Regions from separate parts of the Gossypium hirsutum genome. Here region 1 is linked to region 2. The links are chromatin contacts, called in public Hi-C maps. All regions are on one chromosome and are shown on one strand. Each heading gives the region's core, a stretch centred on a gene start, on an enhancer-like site or on the middle of the called end of the contact. The rest is flanking DNA. Distances are from core to core; before and after follow the strand shown.

Evidence for each region. A called contact is a pair of places that touch in the nucleus more often than the background predicts.
Region 1: a contact with region 2 is called in a Hi-C map of leaf, with 2.7 times the contacts expected there. The contact joins two enhancer-like sites. A contact is called at or near these places in 13 of 34 Hi-C or Micro-C datasets (anther, fibers, hypocotyl and 3 more).

What each region holds. Positions count from the first base shown.
Region 1 is chrA13:98,757,835-98,761,132 of Gossypium_hirsutum_v2.1, reverse strand. No RefSeq gene overlaps it. Among protein-coding and RNA genes, the nearest start is that of LOC121213158, 9.1 kb to the right of the region's middle. Within about 2 kb of position 1,567, at least 3 of the 9 cell types and tissues checked have an H3K27ac peak or open chromatin away from gene starts, as enhancers often do. A contact at or near this core is called in hypocotyl and leaf, where this site is marked.
Region 2 is chrA13:98,714,470-98,717,954 of Gossypium_hirsutum_v2.1, reverse strand. No RefSeq gene overlaps it. Among protein-coding and RNA genes, the nearest start is that of LOC121213158, 34 kb to the left of the region's middle. Within about 2 kb of position 1,919, at least 3 of the 9 cell types and tissues checked have an H3K27ac peak or open chromatin away from gene starts, as enhancers often do. A contact at or near this core is called in hypocotyl and leaf, where this site is marked.

The sequences.
Region 1 (3,298 bases), core at 318-2,817, 44 kb before region 2:
ATAATTAAAATTTGTTTTATATGGCAACCAATGGTGAGGCTACAAGCTACAAGGAAAAAACATTTCTTGAATTCTTTTGGCCAAGTGCATGCACTTTAATCAAACTTGAATTATGAATAACCCCACCTTTCATATTAAAACCATACAAAGGATTCAAGTTCATGTAGTTTACAATAATATTTCTAGATTTTTAGTACATTTTATAAATTATTATTAGGTCTTCAAAAATATAATAACCTTAATATTTAGTATTATTAGGCACTCGTTAACAAATTTCCATTATGTTAAATCATCCAAAACCGAATATGAGTAATAACAGCTGTTCAATTAGTTGACTATACATAATATCTTAGTAAGTATCAAACTTAAAGTCCCTGTTGACTATACATTAGTAAGTCTTATAATGACATGCTATCTTTAACAAATTTAAGGAATTTATTAATCAAATTTTCCTTTACTTAAATAATATTTTCTCTAATGCAAACTATTTTAATTACTATATTATTTGATATTTTTAATAAAATTGTTACTATTACTTATAACCTTTCAAATCTTCAAATTGAGACATAATACACTTTTAAGTGTATTTGAACTCAAATCTTCAAGGGATTGGCAACAGCCTTGCCCTTCACCTTTAAAATGAAAAATTTCTCTTTTGGTCCCTTTATAATTTATAAAGTGTTAAATTAGTAATGAAAAAAGTACACTTTATCCCCCTCAAATGATAAAAATTTGATTTAATCCTTTAAAAATTATAAATGTATACGCTATTAAAATGATGAAATTATATTTTTACTATCGTAAAAATATAAAACTTAGTTCCGCCTCCCTTAAAATTTTTTTATAAATCTTCATGATTATTACAACAACAATGGTATCAACTGAATCAAAGCTCAATTGACTAATTGTGCCATTTCTAAGATATATTAAGATTAAGTGTTATAATAATTAATGAAGAAAAAGAAAGGCTCCATGCTTCGATAGTAGGTGACTTGTATATGGCCCCATAAGACAATAGGTGTGGGGGACTAAGGCACGTTGAATGGGACAAAATCGGGGTATCTCAAAACAGAAATGGTCGGCATTACCTTCTCCTATATTTTGTAGCATTCCATTGCATTGAAGATGAGACGATTTTAACGAAGAAAAAGCATTCATTGTTGATATTGCTGCATACATGTGCAACTTGCAACTCAAAAAAAATAAATGATCAATAATTAATAAGAAAGTGACGTTATTGGTTGTTTTGTGAAAAATTATAAATATTGACATGAACCACTTAGTCTAAATCTTTTTGTTTTATAACTTAATGCAATTGGATACCATCCAAAACAAAAAAAAGGAAGAAAAATAATATTTGCCTACACTGACTTGAAGTACCTGATTGATCCCATTGGGTGTATGAAAACCGTCGAATGCCAAGTGCCAAAGCCATTTTGTTGCATGAATGTTATAAAAAAGTCAAGAGGTTGAAACATTAGATAAAATTGGTGCCCTATACTTTGTCTAATGCATGAGGTGGAGCATCTAGAATGTACCAAAGTCAAGGCCACCGTGCAAAGTGTCAGAAAATTGTAGTAGATAAAGTTGCCGTGGTTGAGGTGAGGAACTCTCTCTCTCCTTCACTTAACATTATTACATTCAACTTTCCCACCTCTGCTAATAATGCATAACGTGTCTCCAATCACATGCTATTGTTTATGTAATTAACTTTATAAAAATGGAATTTCGATGGGGGGATACAAAACAAAAAGGAAGGATGAGAAAATGCATATGAAAAAAATGGAATATTTTAACAAGTAGACAAATGGGCTAAGGGGCAAAGTGGGTCCAAAATTTTGTCGGGGTGGCCCACCATAAAGAAAGACCCACTCTTTGTTAGGATGGGAAGGCGTGGTGCCACTTGTCATGGACATGTTTGGAAGTGTCAAATCAAGCACTGTATGGATTGAAAGCATGGCAGACTCAATTCACCGCTCCACTTTTACCTTTACCAAACATGCCGCTATTTATATTTGTACGTCCCACTGTCCAATTAACAAGCTTTTCATATTTTTTTTTTTGACCCAGTTACTTTCTTCACTCCCAATTTTTCATACATATCTTTATCTTTTTACTTTTGTTCAATTCTGCTATTGGTACCTGTACTTTGATAAAATTGTAAACTTAGTCTTTCCTTTTGGATTTGGTCAATCTTAGTCCCTATACTTTTTAATTTAAAAACTTTAGTCTGAACTCAAATAATAGCAACTAAATCTACTTAGTTAAATTCAATTATTAGTTATGTATTATGTAGACAATTGTAGATTTGGTCTATATTCTTCAATCAGGTCTTTTTAAGTCTCTATACTTTTTTGAATTTTGAATTTCAATCTTGACGTAAATGACAGTCATTAATCATTGGATTTTTAGTGAGTAATATGTGGAAATAATAAGCTGACTTAGTATCATTTGGGAATAATATAACTTAATAAATTTAACAATTATTATTTGGGGAGGACTGAAATTTTAAAATTTAAAAAGTACAAGACTAAAAAGGACCAAATTAAAGTAGAAGTATTAAAACAACTTCCGTAAAAGAACAGGGATTAATAGCATAATTTGACCTTTTACTTTTAACCTTAATTATTATATATATATTTTTTATTTACAGTTTAATTGAATTAGTATTCATCACTCGAATCTCAATTCAATTGTGTCATCAATCGAATCTCAATCAATTGTGAAATTATAAAAATATCATTTCAACCACAACTACATTTAAATTTATATCAATTTTTTAAAATTTTATTACATAATCTTTTTCAAAATGAGTATACCATAATTTTAAATTAAATTAATTGTGAATCACTTTCTATCTCATCCTTGTTTTATCTTTTCAACGATGTAACAGTGAAAAAAAATCTTGCAAACAAGTTTAGTTTAAAATTACAGTTATAGCATAAAGATAAGATAATAACACTTTGGTTTCTTAATTTTCTCGAAACATTTCCAGTTGAAATTTGATGTTGTACGAATCTATTAAAACAACCATTTTCAAATAATTGATAAGATGAGCAGTAGCCAGTAGACAAGGTCGGCAATTTTTGTTTGGAAATTTTTTTATTTATTCAAATTTATCAAATTTTATTGATAATCAATGATTACATCAAATCATATATATAAATTTCTATCATGCAACTATCCATTCTTTATCCGAAGGAAAAAAAAAAAAGTCTCATCAACCAGTGCACTTAAAGTACTACTTTCAGTTGTTGGGATTAAGTTTTAAGTTAATTAAAATTATTTAAATCTTTGA
Region 2 (3,485 bases), core at 670-3,169:
CTCTATAATCATAATCTATTTTTAAGTGCTTACAACTTTATATTCTTACTATACTATTCTTTTATTCTCTATAAATTGGATGCCTCCTTGGTCTCCTACAACCCAAATTGAAATCTATGATAATTTCAAATTACATTTATCTCTTTTCTTACCAACATAAATTACTTGGTTTTTTATAAATTAAAATATCTTTCAACCCAGGACCTCATATGATGACTTGATGATTAAGAGTCTTCACTGCCTCAAATTTGATCTAGTTTTGAGTTATGCTAGTCACGTTTATTGTTCGGGTTTTGCCTTGTTTTTGTAATTTACCAAAAAAAAATCTTCCAACTCACTATTTTTTATTTTTAGGAATTTAATTTTATTTATTTATCGGAGTTAAAATGTAAGTTCAATCATTTAATAGAAAAATTTTAATAATATTAATAATTAAATTTAAAATATATAAAAAAATGTAGGACACTAATTTCGCACTTTTTTTTTAATTCTCACCCGAAGAGTTTAATCATAATTCAAAATCAAATCAGAAAAGTACAGCCATCAAAGTTGTTTTCAATGTGTTTTTAAGTTAGTAGATCCCTCGCTATGCATCGGTAAATTAATAAATTTATTATAATAAATTATACAAATACATGCAATAAATTAAGAAATGACCCTAAAATAATATGATATTTTAAATAAACCACGTATAATTTTTTTACATGAGATCGTTTTGGTCCCAACAAATTTTAAAATAAAAATAAAAATATATATCTAATTTGGTCATTACCATAATGCCCCTCTTGAAATATTTAAAGAGATTACTGATTTCACTAAATATAAAACCATTTCGATGTTGAATTAATTCGATACCATATAATGTGATAGCTTTTATAGTGGTTATAGTTTTGATTTAAAATAAAACAAGGAAATTATGGATAAAAGTATTAAGGAAGCCCCTGTATTTAGGAGTGGATCATATTTCAACCTATCTACTAAAAATATGGTAAATTAACCTTTCTATATTTCAAGACATGCAAATTAGTTCTTTCATTAATTTTTTTTTGTTAAATAGTGATGTGGAACATGCTAAAAATTATTTTTTATAGGTGAATTATAAAAATGGTCAGCCAATTATTTTTTCGTTCTATTTTAGTCACCCGATTATTAAATTTTTCGATTTAGTCACTAAATTTTTCTAAATTAAATATTTTAGTCATTTTGAGCGGATTTGGGCTTTTTTATTGGTCTAATAATAAAATTAGCCCTCTAATGTTTACACATTCTACTAATTTGATCCCAAACTATAAAAAAATTCAACTAATTTAACCCTAAACGTTTACAAAATTTGTCATTTTAATTCTAATTTTAAAAAAAGTAAATAAATTTGTTCATCAACATTTATGAAATCTGTCAATTTATTTCGAACTCTAAAATTTTTAAAAATATTTTTAAAAAAAATTATTTTTAACCCTTTATGACTCATCGACTAACTTATATGAGATATTAAAATAGGAAAAAGAATACCCTCTTTAAAATCACTTGTATCAATTTCTTTTACTATAATTTAGACATCATACTAAACCAAATTAATTAATTTAAAATTTAACTGAAATAACTAGCTGCATTACTATTTTAACAGATAATGTTTTCAATGTTTTTTTCTTTTGAATCTAATTTTATTATCACATAATTTTGTTTTATCTCAAATTATGTGATGATGTTTTGTTTGATAGGTTATATCGTGGAAGATGATTGGTCGTTATTATTTATTATTCGCTAACCCCAAACATCCAATCATGCATGCCGATTTGATTGTCACGTTTTGATGCAAACAAAATTAATAAAAAGACAACCTTAGTTAGAAGATGTTTGGATCAATCCAACGCGTGTGTGTCTCAACATTTATAAAAGTTGGCGTGAAGGGTACTATAGCCCCCATAATCTATTGCCACGTAAAGATTTTCCGACAAGATATTTCACCTGATGGGTGTCGGGCCCAATCATACATCTTACGGCAGATTTTGGACACGTGTAAATCGCCGTGTTTTTGGCTTGGTATAACCGAATATTTTACCTAGTCAAGTGAGGGTGACTCACAGTTACTAAAATTTGTGCTTTCTTTTTTGCATGCAAAGGTAGTTGATTATGACATTTAATAATACCGTTTTTATAAGGGAAAAAAGAAATCCTAGTTTGGTCTATTAGTTAGTGTCTTTAAAATAGTATATCTGTTTCACTTTCCAAAAAATAAAAAATCAAAAAGTTTATCTGCTTCTAGAATTGACTTTTTATATTATTTATATAAGTAGTATATATGCTTAACACGTTAAAAAACAATTAATAAGAAATATTAATTAGATGCCTTTTGAAGTGATATATATTAGAAGAAGATTACAATTGATGCATTATTTTTTTAAAGAAAAAAAATAGTGAAAGTAAATGCAAATAAGTTTATTGGTTTATTAATGAAAAGTTGGGGAGAAATTTTAGATTAATCATAATTTATCATTTTACTCGAACATAACTTATAAAATAGACACGAAGAATACTAAAAATTTAAAATGATAAATCAAGAAATTAAATCTTTTGGAATTATTTTATAGAGAAGCCATATTCTTTATCTCTAATTAAATTAGTACGAGATAAATAATACATAAAAGAGTTTAATTCTTATCTAACACAGAAGTTTTTTGATAAAAAAAAGTCACCCCTCAATCATTTTACATGTTCATAAGTTTAAGAAATTTAAAAATTTTATGCAAAAATCTCTCATACTTTTGCTCTCTCTATTGAAATTCTTAAATAGGAATTTATATTCTCAAAATTCTACATTGAAACAATTAGGCACAAGTCTCCATTTGAAGACGATAGGATCAAAGAGCCGCTTCAAGAGCAAAAAGGAGAAAAATTAATAGTTTATTTTTTACTGAAAAAGGAGACTAAAAATAATTAGATTGGAAAATAATAACTGGACTCTAAGTCTATGGTATTTTCCATGAACCAGTTATTATTTACATGTGATCAAGGAACAACATTTTTTTCTCTTTAAGCAGGTCCTTTGATCCTATCATCTTCAAGTGGAGACTTTAGTCTAATTATTTCAATGGAGAATTTTAAGAATTTCAAAGGAGAAGATAGAAGCGAGAGGATTAGAAGAGGGAAGAAAACGTTGCGAATTAGTCTAATTATTTATCTTTTTAAATAATTTAATTAAATTTAAATTGAGTTAAAGAGAAGATAGTATAGGATGTGTGTATATCAATATTTTCTTTATTGATCTCTTCTCACATTCTTCGACTACCGATTTCTCTGCTTGCATTTTTGATAGTCAAAATGAGTCTTTTGTTGCCCCTTTTGTATTGAGGAATTTCGTGATGCAATTATGAGTATGCACCCCAATAAAGCACTTGGTCCTGATGGTATGAATTCGGGATTCTTTCAACGGTGTTGGTCTATTTTGGGTACCGATGTTTTCAATCAATATTATTCGTGGTTGAATA